Regions from separate parts of the Zea mays genome. Here region 2 is linked to region 1. A link is a contact called in public Hi-C data. All regions are on one chromosome and are shown on one strand. The core of a region is the stretch at or near the end of the contact, and the rest is flanking DNA. Distances in the headings are between cores, read along the strand shown. Region 1 holds the start of LOC100284378 (peptide transporter PTR2). Region 2 has its middle 56 kb from the start of LOC100276065.

What was found. Hi-C and Micro-C count contacts between places; a contact is called where the count stands out from the background.
Region 2: a contact with region 1 is called in a Hi-C map of bundle sheath, with 2.0 times the contacts expected there. The contact joins the enhancer-like site here to the promoter of LOC100284378 in region 1. A contact is called at or near these places in 2 of 25 Hi-C or Micro-C datasets (bundle sheath and endosperm).

The regions. Positions count from the first base shown.
Region 1 is chr9:88,029,933-88,035,713 of Zm-B73-REFERENCE-NAM-5.0, reverse strand. LOC100284378 (peptide transporter PTR2) reads left to right here and starts at 2,059. Exons shown (of 4, transcript NM_001157273.2): 1 at 2,059-2,207; 2 at 2,370-2,478; 3 at 3,774-3,991. The coding sequence starts at 2,205.
Region 2 is chr9:88,493,492-88,498,647 of Zm-B73-REFERENCE-NAM-5.0, reverse strand. No RefSeq gene overlaps it. Among protein-coding and RNA genes, the nearest start is that of LOC100276065, 56 kb to the left of the region's middle. Within about 2 kb of position 2,552, at least 18 of the 20 cell types and tissues checked have an H3K27ac peak or open chromatin away from gene starts, as enhancers often do. A contact at or near this core is called in bundle sheath and endosperm, where this site is marked.

The DNA of each region.
Region 1 (5,781 bases), core at 810-3,309:
CAGCTCGGGCAGGCTTCGTTGTGAAGCAACCTTGGCCAACTCGCCTTCACCAACCGACCGTATCGCAGGCGCATTCAATGCGAGGAGCGCCTGACACCTTATCCTGACACACGTGCCTCAGTCGGCAAGGTCGAAGTGACCGCAGTCACTTCGCCCTTCCACTGACCGACCTGACAGGAAAACAACGCCACTCGCCCCTCTCCGACTGTTGTGCCACCCGCGCGCCAGGGTGAGGCTGACAACAGCTAAGTCCAGCCTCAGGCGCAACAGGAAGCTCCGCCTCACCCGACCTTGGGCCTCGGCCTCAGGAGGAGGTCTCCGCCTCGCCCGACCCCAGGGCTCGGCCTCGCCCTCGGCATCGGAAGGTGGTCTCCGCCTTGCCTGACCCCAGGGCTCGGCCTCACCCTCGGCCTCGGAAGGTGGTCTCCGCCTCGCCCGACCCCAGGGCTCGGCCTCGACCTCGACCTCGGGAGGAATCGCGTCCTCGCCCGACCTCGGCCTCAGGAGGAGTCTCCGCCTTGCCCGACCTTGGGCTCGGACCGACCGCGCCACAGGGGATACATCATTACCCTACCCCTAGCTAGCTCAGGCTACGAGGGAACAAGACCGGCGTCCCATCCAGGCTCGCCCCGGTAACAAGTAATGATGGCTCCCCGCGTGCGTCCATGACGACGGCGGTTCTTAGCCCCCTACGGAAGCAAGGAGACGTCAGCAAGGTCCCAGCAGCCCCGACAACTGTGCTTCTATAGGGCTCCAGCGCTCCTCCGACGGCCACAACACCACGTACACAGGGCTCTAGCACCTCTCCGACAGCCACGTTGGCATGTACACAGGGCTCTGGCACCTCTCTGCCGGACACGTTAGCGCATAGCTACACCCCCATTGTACACCTGGACCCTCTCCTTGCATCTATAAAAGGAAGGTCCAGGGCCCTCATGCGGGAGGGTGGTCGCGCGGGAGGACGGGCTGACGAACAGGCTCGCTCTCTCTCCCTCGCGAACGCTTGTAACCCCTACTGCAAGCGCATCCCCCTGGCGCAGGATAACACGAGCCGCGTTCTTCCCCCTTGTGTTCCATCTCGCGCCAACCCATCTGGGCTGGGACACGTAGCGACAATTTTACTTGTCGGTCTAGGGACCCCGGGGTCGAAACGCCGACACTAGTTGTCTTTTTTTTTTACAGTTTTGGCATGCAAAGAAAGCATGGATAGTATATATCTAACAATAATTTAGATCTTGTTTTGGATGCACTATCTGCTAATATATAACTACCAAGCTAATAGCTTGTAACTTATATTAGCAAGCAAACTATTAGCTGTTTTGCTCCAACAAGTGAGATAGTTTGCTAATAAGTAGCTGGAATTAATATTAGTTAGACCATTTAGATCTAAAAATAGATAATTAGTAACAGCTAACTTTTAGATTTATTACTGACTCTATTGAATGCAAAGAGGACCTTAGAACGACTGACGGAGCTTAAAAATGGCTTTACCATCCCTTAGTTAATTCAGAGGAAGAGAGTTAGGAAAAAAACAACTCTTACTGCAGTGACATAGGTAGGGTATGTATGGATAGTAGACTCACGTGGAAACCGAAGCTAGAAACAAAGCTCCCAACTGATTCTAAACAAACGGACAACAACACTGGGGCCGGCGTGAGGAAACAGCGCAGTGCAGCGTTGCCGCCGTACACCAGATGATTTTCGCCTTTTTTTGATTTGGCAAAAAGAAATGAAATAAATGCAATTAAAGCACAACGGCATGCATATTTACAAACATACTATACGCATGCCCCCCATCCTTCTCCCTGGTTTGGTTTGGTTCTATGAAGTTGACATCCCCGACCCAGGGCTGCACCGCACCGCACCCCTTGCTGCGTTGCGTCCTTCTCAGCGGCCCTGTGTTCTGTGCTGGGCACCTCACGGCCCCAGGGAAGGGAAGGGACGGCACGGGACGGGCCCCTCCTCCTCCTCCTCCTCCTCCTCTCTCTCTCTCTCTGCCCTTCTCTCTCCTCCACACTTTTAAATACACCACCAGCCCACGGCTGCCCAGCTCTCTCTGACTCTCTCTCGCGTCGGGCACGCAGTCGCACAAGTAGTGAACTCAAACGGGATCTCCTGCTCTGCCTCCCTCGTCTTCCTCTGCCCGTGCGCGTTTCAGAGCACGTACGGAGAGGGCGAGCAGCAGCTTGCGGCCGGGCACCATCATGGTGAGCTACTACTACCGACTACACATCTTCCTTGGTCGTCTTGCCCGTCGTCGCTGGGCATTTGTCTGCTACCCTACTACCTCCACCACCGTCTCGTTGCTGATCGGTGGAGTACGTTCTCGGCCGGCCGTACCTGGTCGTGTTGGCGGTGATTCGTTGCAGGAGGACGTCGCGCCGGGTGCGGAGCCGTGGGAGGGGTACGTGGACTGGAGGAACCGGCCGGCGACCAGGTCCCGGCACGGCGGCATGGCCGCCGCCTCCTTCGTCCTCGGTAAGCGATCGATCACTGCCTGCCTGCCTGCCTCCATCCATCTGGGTTATTCTTCTTCTGGAAAACTAGAGCTCCGTTGTGTTGGTTGCGGCCGGTGCCCGGCAGGCAGCAGGAGACCTGCTGGATGGGATTGGGGCTGGGGCCGTGGAAAAGGCAGCGCAGCACGAGCGAAGGCCTGCACGACGGACGGATCGAATAGGGCACTGGTGGTGTGGGTGTCCAATCCATGCACGGAGGAGGAGCCTCCTCGTCCCTCGCCTCCTGGTGGCCTGCGCAGCGCAGCGCAGAGCAGAACTGAAAATTAAGCCAAAGGCGCGCGCCTTTGGCTTCCATTCCCTCTGCTTTTTTTTTTAGTTTCTTCTCCGCCCGTGCCCGTGCTCCTCCTTTCCCCCGATCACCTCGCAGCCTTTCCATCCTTCCTCTCCTGCTTTCGTACGTCCGACAGGTGGTGCTCGAGACCCTTTCGCGGTCGCTGGCTGGCTCCCCTCTCTCCCTCCTTTTGCTACCAGTGGCCTTCCATTTCCCCCCTCCTTTCGCTCCCTTTCACATACAGTTCCTGCTCGCTCCCCACCCCTTCGCCTGCAACTTGCCCGGAGAATTCGGCGCCTTTGGCCCCAATTGCGCCCCAGAAAAGCAAACCAACTTGCACGCACTGCATCCGCATGACCCGACCCGTGGGGGGTGCAGCTGGTGCTGGTGGATTCCTCTCCCGCTGCTCGCACGCACGCACCACCGCTCGAACAGAACAGAGCACAGTCGCGTCCTGGGAGCTGAGCTGGTAGCTGCCCTGTGCCCTCGTTCCGAGGATATGGGTTCCTGTCCGCCGATCTGGAAGGCGCCTCTCGCTGCAGACAAGTTCTTCTCAGCGGACGGTTGCATGTGCGACGGGGAAACGAGTGCTGTCGTCGTCACGGATCCTGATGAGAGCGAACTAGTCCGTTTTCTCTCTCCTCTGATCTGATGACGAGCGAGGGCGGTTGGTTGGACTTGTTGGATGGGTGGGGTTGAGGGAGGCCGTCGTGCTGCCCAAAGCCCGCATTAAAAAGCGCGGCACGAATCGCAAGGCACAAAGAGGTCGCGTCGCGGTGTAAACATGGCCGGCCGGCCGGTACGCATCGGGAACGGCACCACAGCCCGCGCACATCATGGGGAGACGTTTACGACCGATTAAAATTTGACGCGAAAAAAAAGCTATGTGCCTTTACAGAGAATATGATTAATTAGGGAGTGGTTTGAACTATTTCCTTTCCCCGCTGATATTTCAAACTGATCAACCGGTCGACGCACATGTACAGTGGTGGAGGTGCTGGAGAACCTGGCGTTCCTGGCGAACGCCAGCAACCTGGTGACCTACCTGATGGGGTTCATGCACTACTCGCCGTCGCAGTCGGCCACGGCGGTCACCAACTTCATGGGCACGGCCTTCCTGCTCGCGCTCCTCGGCGGCTTCCTCTCCGACGCCTTCTTCACCACCTACACCATCTACATCGCCAGCGCCTTCATCGAGCTCATGGTACGTACGCACCGCACTACTACGCGCCAAAAATACCCATCTCTTGTTGTATCACTCATGGTGTCATGCAAGTTCCTCCTATCCTGTATCACGTCATGGGAGTGGGATGGTCGTACGTACCAAAGTAGACAATAATGCGCGCGTACGCGTGCCCCGTTCCTCCTCCTATCCTATATATATCGACAAATTCAGGTGCTATGGTAAGGAATCTCCGAGCGGCCAAGCTGTGCGGCCACGTAAGCGCTTGACTTTTTCTTTCTCCAGCCCGGCCTAGAGAACGTTCCCTAGCAGTTCTTATGACGAATCATTTTCACCACTAATATATAATCTCATCCTCACCAACGTAAGAGGGTGGGATGGATGTTTTAGTTTGCGTGTTATCACCCTTTTCTAGCCTAGCTAGCTAGTTTGCTGCTCATCGAGGTAGTCATGCATCAGGTCAATTGCGATCCATATAGCTGACCACAGCAGCAATATGTATATGCTAGGTGCAAGCTCATCCACATATTTGGGTTAAGGGCTAATAATGGGACAATGATTAATGGTAGCAATTATGTTAGGGCATGTGCAATTCCATTTAATATAGCTGAACAACAGACAATCTCTTCGCGAATAGCCTGTCTTTACACGATTTTCTATATATATATATCCCTTGACTGCATTTATGATCCAAAGGCTTAGAGTTGCATCGTATATTCTCTTAGCTGTCTCTTGTACTTGAAAAACCGTTCTAGAGTCTATATGTTGTACATGCCCTTAGGTCCTATTACCTCCGTCCCAGAAAGAATGTCGTTTGACTTTTCTGAGATCAAGTTTGACTGGCTCAATTTATTTAAAAAATCTCATAATTATCATTTATTTTCATTCTGATTTAGTTTATCATATCATTTACTTTAACTATAAAATAAATTTTTCTTATTTTCAGAAATAATTTGAATAAGAAATATTGGTCAAATTTGGTCTAAAAAAAGTCAAACGATATTCTTTCTGGGACGGAGGTAGTATTTGATTTCTTTAGTCACCCTTCTAAATTTTAGTCTCTAAAATACTTATGTTTGGTTTTAAGAACTAAAACTGATTAGAGAGCATTATATATTACTTAGGACTAGTTTGGAAACACCATTTTTCTATAGGGTTTTTTATTTTCCCAAGGGAAATTAGTTCATTTTTCTTTGGGAAAATAGAAATCTCTTGGAAAAATAGAGTTTCTAAACTAGCTCTTATAAAGACAAAATAAGGTGGTCCAATTCTAGCCTGCGCTGCACTGCTGAGGGGCAGATACTGAAAAAGGTGGAAGTTTAGTCAACTTCAGACACCCCATTCGTGACTAAAGGACTAAATCTTAGGGGACTTCTTTTAGCTGTTTGGTAGTTTAGAGATTGAGATTGACTAAACTTTAGCCACTAGAGAGAGGAACCAAACACATGGCCTTATATATTCGCCCACCACGCTATATAGCTACATAAGATGATGGGTCGATTTGACAGCATACATACCCTGGGTCAAAGGGAAGCTAATCACATCTCCTTCACACATTGTGCTGTCACTGCATCTGCAGCCTACTGGTATGTGTTTAGGGCCGGCCACGCATGCGCTGAACCATCCGACCCGTCACCCGTATCGGCTGGGCCTGGTCTTGTTCTGTTGTTCACGCAGACCTCCCGTCGCTTTTAGAAAATAAATAACCCGGAGGCGCAGCAATATCCATGTGAAACCCGTTTGTTGCGCGCAAAGGCTAGCTTTGTTATTAGGTCCTTCCCTTTTCATCATTTTGTCGCGGCATCCATCAG
Region 2 (5,156 bases), core at 1,303-3,802, 460 kb before region 1:
AACTCCAATTTTAGTCGTTCTCAAACCTACGATATTGTAGCGACGCGTAGAATATTATTATGCTATTGGTTCACTTGCTTTGGTGTAATGTTACCATACACATTGTTTGCTTGATTGTATGTATGGCTACAAGTAGCAGCGAGGTCACGAGAAAACCCGAAGACTAACTTTGGAGAAGTACCTGGAATCTCGAGTCTAAGGCAAGTTGTGTCACACCCAGATTTAAGGAACAAAGCCGGGTGCATCTCATACATGCGCTAAAGAAGACAACATATATAACAACAAAGTGTATAGAGATAAATGTCACAATATAATCAGAGTACTTATTACATAGCGGAAGACTTACAAAATAAAAGATAAATATAACAGATCTAAAATCCATCATTGGTGCCAGAAAGTCAACTGGGAGACACCACCTAGATCGAATCGAACTCCTCGATGTGTGGCTCCTCCTGAACCACCTGTACTTCTCCTGTGGGAGGTGTGAGACAGCAAGGGTGAGCTCACACATGTTCATCGCTCAATAAGTTGTGGGGAATAATATGTATGAACTCACCAAAGGTGAGAGTTCATGTGAAGTGTAAGCCTGATCAACAAAATAAAGATTGAAGCTGAGCATTGCTTTTATAAGTTGGTCAAAATTTTATTAGCAATTACTAAATGTAAGTAAATACCAAACCATAATAACAATAATAGAACAAAATTATTAAATAATCCCATGCAAATGCAAATGACAAATTGAATTTAAGTTCCATAATTTAATCATGCGAGAGTCCTGAGTTGCTCATGACCATGAGCTCGGCTAGTATACTAGTTTTACACTCTGCAGAGGTTGTACCCTGTACCCACAAGTCGTATATCCCATGTCACTAGGGTTTGCAAGGCCCTTAGACACTACCGAGGTGAATGGCTAGAGATCCACTACGAGGCCTTTACAAAGTTCCACTAGCTTCCGAAAACCCGCTACAGTTTATGGGAAGAGCACTTGCAAAAATCCCCCGTATGACCGCCATCGCAGCAAAATCAACCCGAGAACCTCCTTGCATGCAACTCCCCTACTGCCCTTGCCCCTTTCGGGTAAGGTAGTCTTCCACTAGCTTTCCTAGTTAGTTGGCCAAGGGCGTCCCATTAAACCCTTGTGGTGGCACGTGTTTCTCAAGTTAAGCTCCATGTTCCAATTAAAATTTAATGATCTTGACATGAACATAAATAAAATAACAGAATAATTGGAACATGAACATAATGAAATATTAACCCAAAACCATGTAAAGCAATAGCATAGCTACCCAAGTGATTCAGGGGTAAACAAGGTAAAAAGGATAAACAGACTAGGGTGACCTATTGGGTCCCATCAAAATTAAACCTATGCATTGAATAATGATAATAAAGAATATTATTGGGTAACAAAAGTGGATCAAGGGCACAACTTGCCTGGCACTTGAGATTCCAGTTACCAGGGTGATTCTTCAAATCCTCGTGATCGCACTGGTAGTCTTAGCAATACAAACAAACATGGTATAGATAAAATTAACATCACACCAAACATAGAACAAACTGAATAATAATGATCTACACGTTGCTACGAGATCGCGGGTTCGAGAACTACTAATATCGGAGTTACGATTAAGGAGTTATGACTTTATAGAAGATCTATGTGATTAAGATGTTAAACTACATTATAAATTGGTTAGTATAAATCATATGAGAGAATATCTTATAAATAATTAACTCACTTTGATCTAAGTTATAAATTGACCATAAATCATATTCTAGTAGGTTATAATGATAAGTAGATTAACAAGACTAACCCACATAAGTTAAATAAAGATCTATTTATAAAATAATGAGACATGGTGCAATAAGTGTTGTTATTGCATAGTAAATATTCATATGAAGCTAACGCAACTGGAATGGTTCGATTCGGAGCTAAAATGGGGAAGTTATGAATTTCCTAAGATTTTATGTGTTTTGTACAAGATTAAATAGGATATAAGTTTTATTGTGACATTCATGTCAAAACAGTGGTACTAAATGTTAAAACATAATATTACAAAATTATAGGAATTGGAATGGACCAATTTAGAGTTAAAATTAATTTAATATGAATTATACAAGTTTCTAGAATTATTTATGTATTAAAAACTATTTTCTATAATTAATTTTCTATTTTCATTGATCTCTGGACTGGGCGTCAAAAACAGAGGAACGCAGGGGTAAGCTCGCAAAATTTCCCCAGACTCAGTAATCACTGCGCAGGATGGCGGGTTCTATTCTAAAGGAAGGTGGGGTTTCTTTTGCAAATTGGCGGCCGAAGGGGTATGGTGGGCTCACGATCGTCCGATCAAAGACGAACGGCGCCGATTAGATTGACTGAATAAACGAATCGCTACTTAATATCGGCCGCTCGCTGCACAATCAATGACCCAGATTTAAAGTATCCGCGATTGATCCGAATCCTTTAGATCCCAAATCGATGGCTCGGGTTTCACGCAGCGCGATCCGCGATGGCCCTAGGATTAAATCTCAACGGCCCACGTAGCTCACCCAAAGGGGTATTCCCCATTCAATTGGAACCGTTCGATCAGGATCAAGGGCGCCAGCCGCGTCTTCACCCCATGATGTGCCCGACGGCGGCGCAGAGCACACACGGCGGTGCTCTCCGATGAACCAGCAATCCGAGACACCGGTGTTCCAAATCGGTGCTAGCCGGGCTCTATGCATATAGAAAACGAAACTGAATTTGTAAAGCAATCTCTCACCAATGATGAAGGCAGGAGCAGGGCCACCCTCGGCGCCACGCGGGTCAACAGCCACGTTCTGGCCCCCGGCAAGCGATTGCGCCACCACCAACCGCCCTGCCACAGATTGGACGCAGCGCACGTTTCCGCCCAACCCTGGTGGTGCTCCCTGGCACGCTCTGCCCACGGAGTAATCACGAATCGGCCTAGGGCTCTGAACGCCGGCGAGGAACTAGAGAGCAGTCTCGGTGACCCCTCGTGCTCACAGTTTGCTTGCCTCGGTTTCTGTGGTATGGACAAGGGGCGCTTGGGCCATGATTTTATGCCTAGCCACAGAAGGGGGGGGGGGGGTCTGGTGGAGAGGAGGTGGGGCGTGGCCGAAATCCCAGGCGGATCCATCGGATTCAGGTGCAACAAACCGAGCAGGAAGACGGTTCTGTTCGGTGGGCCCCGCTGGTAAGCCACACGAACGGTGATTGTGGGCGCCATGGGCCGCGCGGTCAGAGAAGGGTTTTGGCCCATTCGGAGAAAGAAAAGGGATCAGATGGGCCGGAGGGCAAGAAGTATAAATGGGCCGAGGGGAGCATTCCAGGTCCATGAACAGGTTATTCCCCTATTATTTTCTCCTTTCTTTTGATCTTTTCTGATTTTAGTTTTCAATTTTCATAATTCAATTTTTGATTCAGTTTTGAATACAAAAATTCACACCCAAAGGTCAAGCATGATTCATAATTTTACTTATTTCTTTTATTTATTTGTATCCATTTAGATAAATGCTTTAATGATGGATTATACACATATTACTTCTTTTAAGGAAATATTACCTTTGAATGCACACTTAAGATAAATAATCCTCTTAAGTTATATTTACTTAGGCTATGTTAATATATAATCTTTCTCATGAATTATTTTAGTTCAATTATTTTTAAGGATGGTTTTGATTAAAAGAAATAATAATTAGTTTGAAAGTCTCTCCCTTATTTGCTGCCTCAACTCCTAGCTTTAAGTTTAGATCTATGCTTCGAATACCACATTCTTGCCTATTATTATATTTTATAGAGGATGGAAATCTTTATTATAAGTCATTTTATCTCAAATCTCTTAGAGAAACATTTATAATTCTCAGCATAGGATTTCAGGTGTTACAAGTTGTGCCCTTGATCACTCTTCTTTACCCAATAATGTGCCTGTTAAACATTATGATCTGCATAGGGTAATTTTGAAGGGACCCAATAGGTCACCCTAGTTTTGTCTTCTTTATACCTTCTTCACCACTAAACTTTTAGGTAATATATGCTATTGCTCTATGTGGTTTTGGGTGTTAAAGATTCACATTATTCATGATCATGCTATTTATCATCAATGAGTTATTACTGTTCATGATAAGATCATTATGTTAATCGCAACATGGAGAACCACCCGGGAAAACAGTGCTACTACAAGGGTGGTATGGGACACTGTGGGGGATAGATATCCCCCGGGTCCACTAAAGAGATAAAAGACCTCACGAAAGGCCCAAAGGCCCAATAAATCGTAAGGTCGTTCTTTCGTGGGCCTGGGGAAAGACAATCAACGAAGCGGAGAAGACGTAAGACTAGATTGGAGCAAACCCGGACGGCCCACAACGTTGAGCGAGTAAATCGCAACAGAGACCCGACTTTCCCGCGCTGAAGCCCCCATGCAACAGAGCCATGCGAGGATAAAGTCGGCAAGGGTTACGTAGGGATAAACTCGAGAGGTTTACTATCTTTCAGCTACTTGTAGCTATCATATCCACATGTACTGCCCCACGGTCGAGTATATAAGGCCTAGGGGGCACCCCTTCAGAACGATCGACTCTGTTCTTGGCCACCCACGTAAACTCTCTGCGCCCTCAATCCAGAGAGTCCTCTTGTAACCACGCTCATATACTCACCAGGACGTAGGGTGTTACGCACTTCTAAGCGGCCCGAACCTGTAAATCTTGTCCATTGTCCCTCGTGCGACAGGCACGAACCATTTTGCTACAGTCGTTGACACCGTCCTATTCCTAAAAACACCTTGAGGGGCAACCCCGGGTGTGCGGTCGGACCCAAAACACCGACAGCTGGCGCGCCAGGTAGGGGGTGTGTCGACGATCCAAGCTAGCTCAATGGCCGTCACCTTCCACAGCAAGATCACCGTGCATCCCGGATCTGTATTCTTCTTCGGGACAATCTCATCTGTAGCGGATGAAGAGGGAATTCTACATCGCCTCGCGGATCTGCCGGAAAAGAAGTCTCCTCCAACAAACTCCGAAAATGCTGGAAAGACGCTACCTCCGGCTCTTCGGAAAAAGATTGTCTCCGGGAAGGCTGGAGCTGGAAGCTCGCTGACCCGGAAGACTCCGCTGCCTACTTCCCCGACGAAGGAATGGACACGGATCGCGAGGAAGAAGGA